Linked DNA regions of Sus scrofa: regions 1 and 3 are each linked to region 2. A link is a contact called in public HiChIP or PLAC-seq data. All regions are on one chromosome and are shown on one strand. Each heading gives the region's core, a stretch centred on a gene start, on an enhancer-like site or on the middle of the called end of the contact. The rest is flanking DNA. Distances are from core to core; before and after follow the strand shown. Region 1 overlaps LOC110255633 (a long non-coding RNA gene). Region 2 overlaps LOC110255736. Region 3 overlaps LOC110255632 (a long non-coding RNA gene).

Region 1 (4,289 bases), core at 1,523-4,022, 520 kb after region 2:
GTTGGGGGCTACTACAAACAAGGCTGCTTACGAACATTCAGGTACCAATTCTGCTGTGAACAGCAGTTTTCAATGACCCAGTGTAAATACCCAAGAGTAGGATGGTGGGTCACATGTTAAGTGTGTATTTAACTTTAGAAGCTGCTGCTAAGCCACCTTCCAAAGGGGCTGCACCACGTTTCCACCCCATCCGGTAAGTTTGCTGTGCTCCACATCTTTGCCAACACTTGGTATTGTCCGTTACCATTTTCATTTCAGAGATGCTAGTAAGCATGTGGTAATATCTCATTATGGGTTAAATTTGCCTTATCCTACTGGCTCTAGAGGGGAACATCTTTTTTCATGTGCTTATTTGCTCTTTTTCTATCTTTTTGGTGAAACATCTATTCATGTCCTTTCCTTTTTTTTTTTCATTGGGTTGTTTGATTCCTTATTGTTGAGCTTAAGAGTCCTTTGTCCTCGTTACAAGTCTGTTAGATATGTAACTGGAAAATATCTTCTCCTCGTCAGTGCTTGGAGACTGACTTTTATTCTCTTGATAGTGGAGAGTGATTTGCCAGCGCAAAGTTTTACATTTTTTTCATTACCGAAAAATTAAAGTATAGTCGATTTACAATGTTGTGCCAGTTTCTCCTGTTCAGCAAAGTGACCCAGTCATATATATATATGTATAGATTATAACCAAATATATTTACATATTATTATTACATGTAGTCATAAATATATATATGTATATATATACATTTACTTTGCTCATATGATCTTCCATCATTTTCCGAACTCGTGGGAAAATTTTTAATTTTAATAAAGGCCAATTATTCTGCTTCATGGATTGTGGGTATGTGGTCATTTCCAACACTTGGCCCAACCCCAGCTCATGAACATCTTCTGCTGTCTTGAAAACTTTTACGGTTTTCGGATGAATGCACTGGCTTTTGATGAACAAAGGAAATGAGGTCCTTGACAACAGTTTCCTTCTTTGTGTTGTAGTTAGTTTGTTCCTCTTGAACCTGGGGAGACACCGGAGCCTTTTACACAGAACCGCACGCCTGGGAAGGGCTCCCTGGTCACAGACAGGACTGTAGTCTGTTGTCTGCAATGAAGTTTTTTTAAAAAGTCAGATAAACAGGTGTTTTCGTGTGTCAGACTCACAGGTGTGTTACTTGTGACCTGAACTGGGCTATTACGTACCACGCTGTGTGTGGCCTCTGCTACCTACCCAGCGTCTGAAGAAATATGAATCCTGAAATACATTTACGCATAAGGGCTTCGGGAGGAGGGAGGATTGCTATCTGAAATTTCAATGTTTCTCGTTGTGGCTTCAGGAAACCTCTTCCTCAGGCCTCTCCTACTCTTTTCGAAAGTCCTTGCTACCGTGCCTGAGGGTGGGAGGTGGGGACATCGCCCACAGAGCTTCATTCCCCCGGAGTGATGCGTCTTCTCTTGTAACACAGGAGGATTTATGACACCTTTTCCCATCTTCTTTGTGGTAGTAAATAAAAAATGGAACTCCTGCCATGGGGCAAAAGGATCGGTGGTGTCTTAGGAGCACTGAGATGCAGGTTCGATCCCCAGCCCCGCACAGTGGGCTAGGAGCTGGTGTGGCTGCAGCGGTGGTGGTGGAGGTGGCAGCTGCAGCTCAGCTCCGATACCTGGCCTGGGGCGGCCAAAAAAGGGAAAATGGAGCAGTCGGCCTCTGACTATCAGAGAAGGCCTTTATTTCCGAGTTACGGCGTGTACGGGTACGTGTGTGTGATTTAGAAACAGGATGGTGGACCCAGGGCGGGATGCTGTGTGTCCATGAGGGCCCCCCTGAAACACGTGTGATGCGACTTGAAACTGCCTGGCACACAGCAAAAGCCTGATAAAGTTGGACCAAGGCCATCCTGACCACACAGCTTGTCATTTCAGGAGCAGCAGTGCCTGGGATTTTCTCTGAGGAAGTCAGCTGAGAAATCAGCAGATGCAGGAGAAATCAGAGACCCCCCCAGCCCTTCCCTGTGTCACGTAACAGACTCCCTGGTCCAACCTGAAGACGCACTGCGTCTTTCCTCCTCCCTTCCTCCTACAAAGATGACAATGAGGGCCCATGATTTGATCCCATCCTCTGTCTGAAATCAAGTACATGCCGAGGAAATTCAGGGACTACTCTCAGTAGGCTTCTAGAAGCTTATCTCCAGACTTAAAAATTAAAGAGAACAAAACTAGGAGCTAGGAGCAACCAGAAAGAGGGATTGGCTTTCCGTGTCTTTCAGTTACGTGTTTTTCTCTTGGGGGGATTCGATTTGGAGAAAAACACTTGGATGGAGGCAGGATCAGCTCAGGGGCAGGGCCATATTTAGAAGCTCGACATGCTTGTTTTTTTGTGTGTGTTTTTTTGTGGTGCCAAAGGAATCGACACTTCGTTTTTATTCCCCCAAAGAAAACAGAAGCTCATTATCCTGACAGAGGAAGTCCAGAACTTTTTAGGTGGAGATTAAACTTTACTCTCAAACACTGAGGCTCCTGTTCAGCTTCTTGGTTGAGCGATTTTAGTAGCTTTTAAAAATGGTTAGCATGCTCCGTTGCTCAGCTTTCTAAATAATTTAGAGAACTTGTGACCCGGAGCTTTCATGGAGCTGATGTAACTGTTCTGGAAATCTCTTGACTTGAACTTGAGACTCACTTTCCTACAGCTGCAGTATGTCCACGGTCAACAGCAGTCTGTACCCAGAAAGAGGAGGGGAAATGGGGGTGGGAGGTGGAGGGGGAGCCGTCCTCAAAGAATTCTGTCCTGGCCTGCAGTTCTACACATTCACCACCAGGTGTCTGTCTTCACACGAGCAGTCTTGCTGGGGTGAGGCACCACTTGACTGCCAGATTGTTTTTAAAACTAAAGCAATTTTCTAGATGTTGCTGCAAGTGGGTATAAATGTGCACATATAAAATGAAGTCTCAGAGCCAAAGGAATAATTTTCAGTCCCTCATCTAAGTAGGAGTAATCATTCTCTCCTTGTGTTTATCTTCTGATGTCTGGGAGAACAAATTAAGGCAGTTCAGTGGCCAATGATTTGGAAAATGGTGAAAAAAAAAAAAAAAAAAAAAAAAAGACTTGTCCTCTTCCAAAACCTCGTCTGGTGTTTGTAAAATTCAATGTTCTTAGTGTGCAAACAGGTTTATGCTCCCAGAAATCTTTCTTTTGTAAAAATAGACAAATTCTCTTCTCAGCTGGCTTCCTATTCTGGAGTGGGGCGTGATGGTTCAGTTTCTGCCTTAGCAGCATTTCAATTTCAACCCTTGGCTCTGAGATGGTTGAAAAATATCTCTCTTTTGAAGTGTAAAAATGAGATTTTATTTCTTTCTGCCCAGAATTGAGAGCGATAACTACCTAGTTACCTGATCTGGTAACTCTAGTGGGGTTGGGAAGGCATACATGATGCCCACGAGTCCATGCTCGGGAGGAAGTACTGCTCTTGCTGTCCCCTGATTGAGCAGGTTCATGGCTATCTCTTTAGGTACTTAGTTAGTCTGTTACACAGAAGATAATTACCATCAGAAATCCTCCCTCTTCACTCTTGCTGGACAAAACACGGATGTTTCTGAGAGCCCTAGATGTCCTTGTCTCTGCTTTAGTGAAATTACACATCCATGAGAGTAAAACAGTCAGCTAGTCCAGGAGAGGTACTTTATGGGAAAGAACTGTGCTATCTTAATATAGCCGCTTCAGTGGGGTGTTGGGAGGGAACGGAGATAAACATACTGTATATCAAAGCACAGTGCTGAATCCAAAACTTCCTTTTCTGTCATTGCTGTTCATTTTTGCTTGGTTTTATTATTTTTGATATCTTTGGGACATTCAAATTAGTTTCTCAAGTGACTAGACACATAAAGGTATTTGGAACAGGAGCAAAACAAGCCCTCAGCCCTCACCAATGCTGGTGGTCTGTCATTTCTAGACCCTCAAATATTTTTAGATATATTGATTACAGCTCTGTTTCCTTCCAACTTTTGTGTTTAATAACACAATTACCTATGCCATTTGTTACTAATATGACCAATGTTTATTTACTGCCTACTGTGAACTTCATGCTGAGGATAAAATAACAGTCCACTCTGGAGTTCCTGTTGTGGCTCAGTGGGTTAAGAACCTGACTAGTATCCATGAGGATGCAGGTTCGATCCCTGGCCTTGCTCCCTGGGTTAAAGATCTGGTGTTGCTGCACATTGAAGCGTGGGTCATAGGTGTGGCTCTGCTCCAGTGTTGCTGTGGCTGTGGTGTAGGCTGGCAACTGCATCTCTGATTTAATCTC
Region 2 (4,528 bases), core at 1,605-4,104:
GGGACCGCAGTGGACCCCCGGGCACAGCGCTGCCCAGAGCCCTGTGGGTACAGCCCTCCCAACCCAGAGGCAGCCCCACTGTCCCGGTGAGTCCGGAAGGCAGAAGCTCAATCAAAGGCTTCTTCTCCAGACTTCAGTTCTCGTGGGATTTTCCTTTTGCCAAGTTGAGGGCCTGTCACCCCCTCTTCCTTCTGCTTCCCCTCCCCCGCCCCGGAAGGGGGTGTCCTAACTAAGTCATTTCGCAAGCACACACCTTGCCTGGGTTTACGCCTTCACAGCGCAGAGGCATTTGCCTCAGGACAAGCTGTGTACCTCCTGTCTCATTCATATCTGATGCAGATGATATTTAGCTGAGGCTTTCAGAGTTGATGTTGCAATGAGATAAGACTTTGGGGGCCATTGGGACAGAATGAATACATTTTGCCTGTGAAATGGGCATACATTTTGGGAAGCCAGGGGTACAACGTTAGAGGCTAAATTGTGCTCCCCCCGCCCCATATTCATCTGTGGAACCTGTAACTCCTAATGTGATGGTTTTTAGACTTGAGCCTCTGGGATGTGATTAGGGTGAGAAGAAGTCATGAAGGCAGGACCCTAATGAGTAGTGGCTTGTTAAGACGAGAACGAGAGAAAGATCGTTCCTTCTCTGCCATGTGAGGACAGAGTGAGAGGGCGGCTGTCTGTGAACCAGGAAGGGAGCCCTAAGCCGAAGCTGCCCCTGCTGGCACTTGGAGCTTGGACTTGCAGCCTCCAGAGTATGAGAAATACATTTCTGTGGCTTAAGGCCCCCAGTCTGTGATGTTTTGCTACAGCAAAACATACCCAGGTCCCTTACTTTTGTTTTTCCTGTCAGGCTCTCTTCTTCCATTTGGAGTCGAGGCCGGGAGTGTGTGTCACATGCGTGGGATCATGCTAGGACCTACCTGGTAGGGTATTTGGCAGGATGCAAAGAGAAGTTAGATTTATTCACTCCAATCCTTATTCGGGACTGCCAGGGCCGTTCAAAACCATGAGACACCACTCCTGGCCCAGGCTTGGTCGTGTCCCCCTGCAGAAGAATTTCAACACACGTGGCTTCAAAAAAAAGTAAAACCCATCTATGCAGCCCCTCCTTGCCAGGCGCCCCAAACAGCAATTGTGAAATGCTAATAGTTCCTTACTATGAGCTCATGTTTATGAAGCGAACAAGTCTATGGGTTCAGAACAGAAGTGTAAATGAATTTTTAAAGTCTGCTAATCTGTTGAGCATTTAGGGTCATAAATAAGTGTATTCATTGGAATCGCACATACGTTTCGTCTGCTATTGAAGCAGTTAGCCAGCACCATGGCATGCTGTTCGGAAGGCAGGACTGCAGCAGAGACTGCAGGTGCTGGAGCCGACTGCTGACAAGGCAGCGGTTCCAAATTGGATTTTAAATACCCACCTGCCATTTCGTACGTACATTCTAGGACACTCGCACACATTTGAAGAAGCGTTGAATTAATTGCTGCTTTTCAGGAAGCTGCAGCAATTGCAACTTCTTTTCTTCTTTTGTAACTGGCTTCTGATGTCCAGGCCTGCAGATGCCGCAGGATTTTGCTTAACACAGCGAGGAAGTGTTGATTCAGGCCTGGACACTGAGCGGGAGATGAAGATTTCTTCCTGGAAGAACTCCCTTTGCGGGAAGCTTGTTAGAGACGAGCTCTCTGATGGTGTGTGTGTGTGTGTGTGTGTGTGTCTAAGTTTTCAAATTGGGAAAATGAGAATGAAGTTACAGACTGGAGACAGGCCACCTTTTTCAAAAGGCAGCTTTCCTCGAGCTTCAAAAGTGCACTCAGGCCTTCGTGGAGCCCACAAAACCTGTCCTTGGTCTCCTTCTTCTCTGTGGCCTTTTACCCCCTTACCGTGTGATGACTCCTCATTCTCTTGCTTCTTCTCGCTCCCTCTAATCCTCTGTCCTGACCCCCGACTGCCTTTGAGAACCAACAGACCTGCAGGCGACTTTTCTCTCTCTAGTCAAAACTTGGAGTTCCCGGCCTGGCTCAGCTGTAATGAACCTGACTGGCATCCATGAGGACGCGGGTTCGATCCCTGGCCTCGCTCAGTGGGTTAAGGATCTGGTGTTGCCATGAGCTGTGGTGTAGGTCGCAGACAAGGCTTGGATCCCGAGTTGCTGTGGCTGTGGTATAGGCCGGCGTCTACAGCTCTGATTCGACCCCTAGCCTGGGAACCTCCATATACAGCGAGTGCGGCCCTCAAAAGACAAACAAAGCAAAACAAAACAAACAGAAAAAACCTCGCTCGCCCTTGGTGTGGGTTTTGAGCTGGCCAATGCTCTTCCTCCCCCAGGAGTCACTGTTGAAGCGTGGTCTCTGACGGTTGACTCACGGGCTATTATGGGTTGGATTGTGTTCCCCCTGAAATTCACGTTGGAATCCTAACCACTAATACCTCAGAATGTGACCTTATTTGGAAATAGGTTTGTTGCAGACATACTTAGTTATGTTGGTGTCATAATACCGGAGTGGGGCGGCCCTCGTTTAACAGGGCCTTTGTCCTTGTAAAGGGGAATTGCACCCACGGATGCACACGGAGGGGGGATGCAATGTGAAGGCGAAGCCAGAGGTCAGGCCGATGCCCCTTCAAGCCAAGGACGGCCAGAGGCTGCCTGCAAACCGGCAGAGGCTGGACCAGGCCTGCGATAGGCTGGGATTTTCCGTCACAGCAGAAGGGACCAGCCCTGCTGACGTGCTGATCTCAGACTTCAGCCTCCAGAACCATGAGGCAGGAAAATCCTGCTGCTCTAAGCCGCCCAGTCTGTGGGTCTTTGCCGCGGCAGCCGCAGCAAAGGAGGACAGGTGCTGCCTTCCATCAAAGCCATCTCAAGCAGCGGCGCGGTGGTGGGACAGGCTTCTGGAGGAGGGCAGGCAGGGCCCTGACTCGGAGCAGGAAGGCTTGTCATCTACTTAGATGCTTCTCCCGGTGCCACCCTACCCAAGCCGGACCCTGCGAGCCTCCCGGGGGGGACCCCACTCATGGCTCCACCTGCCTTTTTATACATAGAAAACCGCTAATCAAAAATGAGTTTAATCAGAGAAGTGAGAAGTACAGAGAAAAAGGAAAACAGCCAAGCAAGACAGGGCAATAAGAGCTTAGCCCTTCAACACCGTCGAGCACCTTCAGTTCTTCAAAGACTATAGATAATATTCTGAGCAATGTCCTTGAAGCCGTTTGACAGGTGCCGAAGCCCCGGCAGGTGGAAGAAGTCAGCAGGTGCTGCCCGCAGCACGTCGGCCCCAGAAGGCTGATGATGCGGAGCCCCAGGGACCTCGCCACCCACCAGTGGGGAAGATGTGATAGCTGCTGTAGCAAAGCTGCATCTCTTGTTGCACATCTCCTAACACCCCGGCTCCTTCAACACTAAGACTCCTCACTAGCCCCTCTAAAAGAAGGACACAGTCTTCGAGGCACTAGCCCGCTGTGTCCCCTCTTTGCCTGGCAATTAAAGCTACTTTTTCTGTTTCTTCCAGCTCTGCCTCTGGGTTTCTATTTGGCGTCATCCGTGTGCAGAGGCGGCTGAGATTTCGGCAACACAACAGCCTGGCCTTGACTGCAGCTCCATCCCCAGCTCGGTTAGTACCATCTTGTACTGTTCCTTGAACCAGGTGGAGATTCGCCATCTGTCTCTGGTGGCCCCTGGGTGACCTGCTGACCAGGGGCTGAGGATCGTCAAATAGTCATTACCTGTGGCTTCGGAAATGTCATTTCCTGTATTAGCATAGATGAGACACAGTCCTGTTGGTTCCTAGACGGCACGAGGCCATTTATAGTCATAAAATACAGTCTTAGAGATACTCTGTGGGCCCTGGCGCAAAATGAAAATGTGGAGGCAGGTGGGGTGGCAGAGGCAGTTTCCCCTCCTCTAATGCCAGCGGCCCCACCTGTGCCTGGATTGCTTGCTACCTGGATTGAAGCTCACCCGCCCGTCCCCCAAGTTGCCATTCAAATGTGCAGTGGTGCTGCCAGCCAGGTGCAGGGTGACCCTGTTCCAAGATTCTACAGCGTGGACATCTTACCCCTGGTCCTCCTCCTGCTGGGGGCAGAGGATGACAGCAGAATGCAAGCCTCTCCCTCCAGGGTTCCTTGGTTTCTACCCCAGATGGTGGATACAGTGCTTTGAGATGGCATCACAAGGGACCAAAGAACCAGGGCAGAGAGAGCAGCCAGCCGAGAGGCGAAAAGTGGGGAGATGGTGGAGGTAGGATTGCCTATGAGAAGAGTGCCACGTCCCCTGCTCCATTGTCCCAGGGACCTCACTTATGAAGCACACATTCAAAGATACAATTATTGGGGATTTCAGGATGGCAAGTCCAAGTGCGTGCCCCTTCTGAGGGTGGGGCTGTGCATGACTGCACTGGGCAGCCCCGTTACAGGCGCACTGGAGTGGATGGACTTTTGCTCAAAAGGTTTTAGAAATACTGTTGTGTCACGTGCTGTGTCCTAGCTGGAGGATGAATTTTCTGGGCAGAAAGAACAAATAAGAGACCC
Region 3 (4,325 bases), core at 630-3,129, 630 kb after region 2:
CCAATACAATTCTTTTTCTACTGTACAGCATGGTGACCCAGTTACACATACATGCACACATTCTTTTTTCTCCCATTGTCATGCTCCATCATAAGTGACAAGACATAGTTCCCAGTGCTACACAGCAGGATCTCACTGCTATTCCATTCCAAAGGCAATAGTTTGTATCTATTAACCCCAAGCTCCCCATTCATGCCAGTCCCTCTCTAATAGCTTCTTGTCTTCAGGGCCTGGCTCCACTGTTACCCTCGGAAAGGCTGTCTGAGTGCGCTTTTTTTTTTTTTTTTTTTTTTTTTTTTTTGTCCTTTTAGGGCTGCTCCTGCGGCATATGGAGGTTCCTAGGCTAGGGGCCTACGCCAGGGCTACAGCAACGCGGGATCCGAACCGTGTCTGCAACTTACACCACAGCTCACAGCAACACCGGATCCTCAACCCACTGAGTGAGGCCAGAGATCGAACCCACAACCTCATGGTTCCTAGTCAGATTCGTTTCTGCTGCGCCACGACGGGCACTCCTGAGTGCCCTATTTAAAGCCCCCCCCCACCCTGTTCCGTGCTCCTGCTCTGGCTCTTTCGTCACACTTACATCTCTTTAAAATTAACTTGTTCATTCACTTACCTTTCTAGTCACTCCCCTCATAGAAACACAAGCTCTGTGACAGCTGGGACCCAATTCATCACTTTCAGCTCTGTATTGCCAGCAACTACACAATGTCTGCCACAGAGTAAATGTTCAGCAGATAGCTGTTGAATGAATTCATGAACCCGTGTGTGTTAGTCTGGGGGCCCTAACAAAATACAGAGGCTGGTGGTTTAGACGAGAAGGAACGAGAGGAAACTTAAGATCGATGTGCTAGCAGGTTTGGTTTCACCTGAGCCTCTCTCCTTGGCTGGAAGATGGTCTGTCTCTGGATGACTTTCACGTGCCCCCCCCCCTCTGTCCTTGGGCATCACTAGGACTTCTCAGTCTGTGTCCCAGTCCTTCTTCTCATAAGGACATCTGTCACATTGGATCAGGACCCCACCTTAATGGCCTCATTCTAACTCACCTCTTCCAATCTTACCTCCAAATACAGTTACATTCTCGTGCGCTGGGGGTTGGGACCTCAGTATGTGAATCTGGGGGTCACAGCAGGAAGCTCATAAGACCATGAAAGGTCTTTCCCTTCTGGTCTTTCATGTGCTTTCAGTGTGGAAGGCAGGGATCCCTCCAAGCTCAAGAAAGCCTTTAACCAATAGCCTGGACCGGCTGGTCATCAAATGTTTCCAAGGACCTAGGCTGAGGGCAATGCGGCCTTTGGTTAGATTCCCATTCACCTGAAGCATGAAGAAGGGGTTTTCTAGAGATGCTTCTGATGCCAACAAGGAGCAGCATCCCCGCCCCAGTCAGTGGTGGTCTCCCAGGCTGGGCTCTGTAGCTCTTTGCTGCTGGGTGGCTCTCTGTGTGCTTGACTGTCTCTGAAATGGGTGGAGTCAGCTCAGTAAGCAATGAGAAGCTGTAAGGGGCACACAGCGAAGGAGCTGCCCTGCCGGTGGCAGGGAGGAGAGGCTGGCAGGATGCCATCAGCTGATCAGCCCACACCGTCTGCAGCTGTCTGGGGTCGGATTTCCAAATCCTCTGCTCTGGCCTGGGCTGCAGGAACTGAGCTGCCAGACCAGGCCTGGTAATTACCCCCGACTCATCCTCGCCTTCTCTGTCTATGTCCTAATTGAGGTTTAATGGCTTTGGTCACAGGAGGGTACTTTTCCTGCCTCTCTAGACTTAGATTCTTTCATCTGTGCATCCAGCCAATTAGTTTAGCATCTGGGATAATTGACGGAAGTCAGGCCTGAACTGAGTGGAATTCCCAGGCCAGACAGGTCTCTGTGGTTGCGGTTGGTGGTGTGGGGGGTGGGTTGCAGTGTACCTGGGATGCAGTTTAGAAGGTGACGACTGAGGTAGAGACGGGCAAGCCGGAGCATCTGAGGCATGTTTGATTGAAGCTGCACTTAATCTTTTTTTTTTTTTTTGGTCTTTTTGCCATTTCTGGGGCTGCTCCTGCGGCACATGGAGGTTCCCAGGCTAGGGGTCTCATCAGAGCTGTAGGCACCGGCCTACGCCAGAGCCACAGCAATGCAGAATCCGAGCTGAGTCTGCGACCTACACCACAGCTCACAGCAACGCCAGATCCTTAACCCACTGAGCAAGGTCAGGGATGGAACCCGCAACCTCATGGTTCCTAGTCGGATTCGTTATCCACTGCGCCACGACGGGAACTCCTGCACTGAATCTTGACTTACACCTTCTGCTTCTGTCTTAAAGGCTTCTTCTACTTGATAAGCAATAGATTCACTACAGCAAATTGGGTATGAGGACTCATTTGTGTCTCCTTCAATTTTATCCTTTTAGCATAATTTATAACTCATTTAGACACAATTCAGAGACCTAATTATCCCACTGAGTGGGGTTTCTTTTTGTGATTCTTTACCGTCATTATTCTGACCTCTTGCCTTTCCCTTTGGCCACTCGCTGCTCAGCTGCCCAGTCCCCAGCCACAGCAAAGGCAGTTCCACTAAACAGCTTGCTCAAAATTCGATGAACGGAACCCAAGACTTGGAGACAGCAAACGCCACATGGAAGACTTGGAGGCAGAGACCATCAGCTCCGAAGTTTTCTTGCCTGCACGGCAGGCAGACCTGTGAAACACTTGACCTCCCAGGACCTCTGGATCCCCTGTGATACATGGAGATGTCTTAGTCACCAGCAAGCACACTACGTTAGGGATTCAGGCCAGCCTGCTGACTCCCTTTATTTGAGTTGGAGTGGATCCACCCCAGAGGCAGGCAGCAGCTTGGGAGATGGATTATTGCTGGGTAAAGTGATACCCGGCAGCCAACTCCTGACGAGACGTCAGTTCTGCCCTAGGCTCTAGAACCCACACTGTGGGTTTAAGCAACCCCTAAAATAGTCCCAGCGAAAGTAAGACGATGATCGGCAATAGAACTTGGCTGTGGGGCAACTGGTTCACTCCGGGAGACGCTAACCTGCAGAAATACTGTTTTAAGAGGGGGAAGGTGTGCTGGCTGGTTGAATCGTTGGGTGATGACCCAGTTCTCGACAGAAAAAGGAAGTCGTGGGTGGGTTTTGGAAAGTCTTTGAATGAGCGGGTCCTCTGCTGATTCATATATTTCACATGTGAGCCCAAAGTGGCCATCCCAGAGGTCATGTTACAGGAAGAAAGTAACAAACATGCATACGTTTCCCTTTTAATATTCAGACATAGATAAATAAAAAACCATAAGGGTCCTATAGTGAATTCATTTTTTTTGGGGGGGGGGGCGCTTCCCAAAGCACATGGAGGTTCCCAGGCTAGGGGTCTCATCGGAGCTATAGCCGCCGGCCTACACCAGACCCACAGCAACGCGGGATCCGAGCCGCATCTGCAACCTACAGCACAGCTCACAGCAACACCGGATCCTTAACCCACTGAGCAAGGCCAGGGATCGAACCTGCAACCTCATGGTTCCTAGTCGGATTCACTAACCACTGCGCCACGATGGGAACTCCATATAGTGAATTCTTGAAAAGATCATTCCAGTCAAGCAACCTGCAAATACTTCCCCATCTGTTCCAGTGCCCTCGGGGTCTACAGAACAAATGAAGAAGGGTAAGACGCCAATGATGTGTTTGTAACATCCTTGAGAAGAAAAGTGTAGTATGATAGAAAAAAATAGCACAAGTTACAGAACCAGTCAGGGTCAATTAAATGTTAAATTTCATAATTTGTGGCAAATGTACTCTAAGGAGTTCAGGATGGAGAGAGAGACGAAGATCACGGCCAACATTTATGAGTGTTTACTCTGTGTCAAGCACTTTGTAAATAACTGGTAGGCATTAATTTACATTATGAACCCTCGCAACTCTCTATAATGTGGAGCCATCAAGATTTCCATTTTACAAATGAGATACCGGTACATAAAGAAATTAAACAACTTGTACCAGGTGCATGCTTAATAAGGGACTTATTCCATTTCTTTCATGAAATAATTCAGTCATACAAAATGATATAAAGAACTATATGCAAAACAGCACATACGTACACATAGCACCTATCTTGAGAGATGTTATCCATAAATGGAGCCCTCTGAACATTCCTCCCTGATCACACTTCTCCTTCCTCTCCCTAGAATTAACCATGCTTCTAAAGATAGAGCTCAGCCTCTTAAATAAGGATGCTAGCCTTCAGAAAGAGGCCATGGAAGTGGTTCCCTTGAGTGGTGACTGGGGTTTGGATTGGTAAAGAGCGGGGACTTTGGGGCAGAGAGAAATCCTTAGGAAGGACCAG

Evidence for each region. HiChIP or PLAC-seq counts read pairs in DNA pulled down with a chosen protein or histone mark.
Region 1: an H3K27ac HiChIP or PLAC-seq map of skeletal muscle shows a contact between it and region 2, with 6 times the contacts expected there. The contact joins two enhancer-like sites. A contact is called at or near these places in 2 of 47 Hi-C or Micro-C datasets (embryonic fibroblasts and epiblast stem cells) and 1 of 2 datasets of contacts at active chromatin or transcription factors (skeletal muscle).
Region 3: an H3K27ac HiChIP or PLAC-seq map of skeletal muscle shows a contact between it and region 2, with 2.6 times the contacts expected there. The contact joins two enhancer-like sites. A contact is called at or near these places in 2 of 47 Hi-C or Micro-C datasets (embryonic fibroblasts and epiblast stem cells) and 1 of 2 datasets of contacts at active chromatin or transcription factors (skeletal muscle).

Annotation. Positions count from the first base shown.
Region 1 is chr10:10,714,589-10,718,877 of Sscrofa11.1, reverse strand. All of the region lies in intron 1 of LOC110255633 (a long non-coding RNA gene), which reads right to left. Among named protein-coding and RNA genes, the nearest start is that of DUSP10, 190 kb to the left of the region's middle. Within about 2 kb of position 2,772, at least 24 of the 83 cell types and tissues checked have an H3K27ac peak or open chromatin away from gene starts, as enhancers often do. A contact at or near this core is called in skeletal muscle, where this site is marked.
Region 2 is chr10:11,233,082-11,237,609 of Sscrofa11.1, reverse strand. LOC110255736 reads left to right here. Exons shown (of 7, transcript XM_021065090.1): 4 at 3,511-3,612. Among named protein-coding and RNA genes, the nearest start is that of TRNAT-UGU, 78 kb to the left of the region's middle. Within about 2 kb of position 2,854, at least 4 of the 83 cell types and tissues checked have an H3K27ac peak or open chromatin away from gene starts, as enhancers often do. A contact at or near this core is called in skeletal muscle, where this site is marked.
Region 3 is chr10:10,598,100-10,602,424 of Sscrofa11.1, reverse strand. LOC110255632 (a long non-coding RNA gene) reads left to right here. Exons shown (of 2, transcript XR_002336202.1): 2 at 2,518-3,289. Among named protein-coding and RNA genes, the nearest start is that of DUSP10, 310 kb to the left of the region's middle. Within about 2 kb of position 1,879, at least 2 of the 83 cell types and tissues checked have an H3K27ac peak or open chromatin away from gene starts, as enhancers often do. A contact at or near this core is called in skeletal muscle, where this site is marked.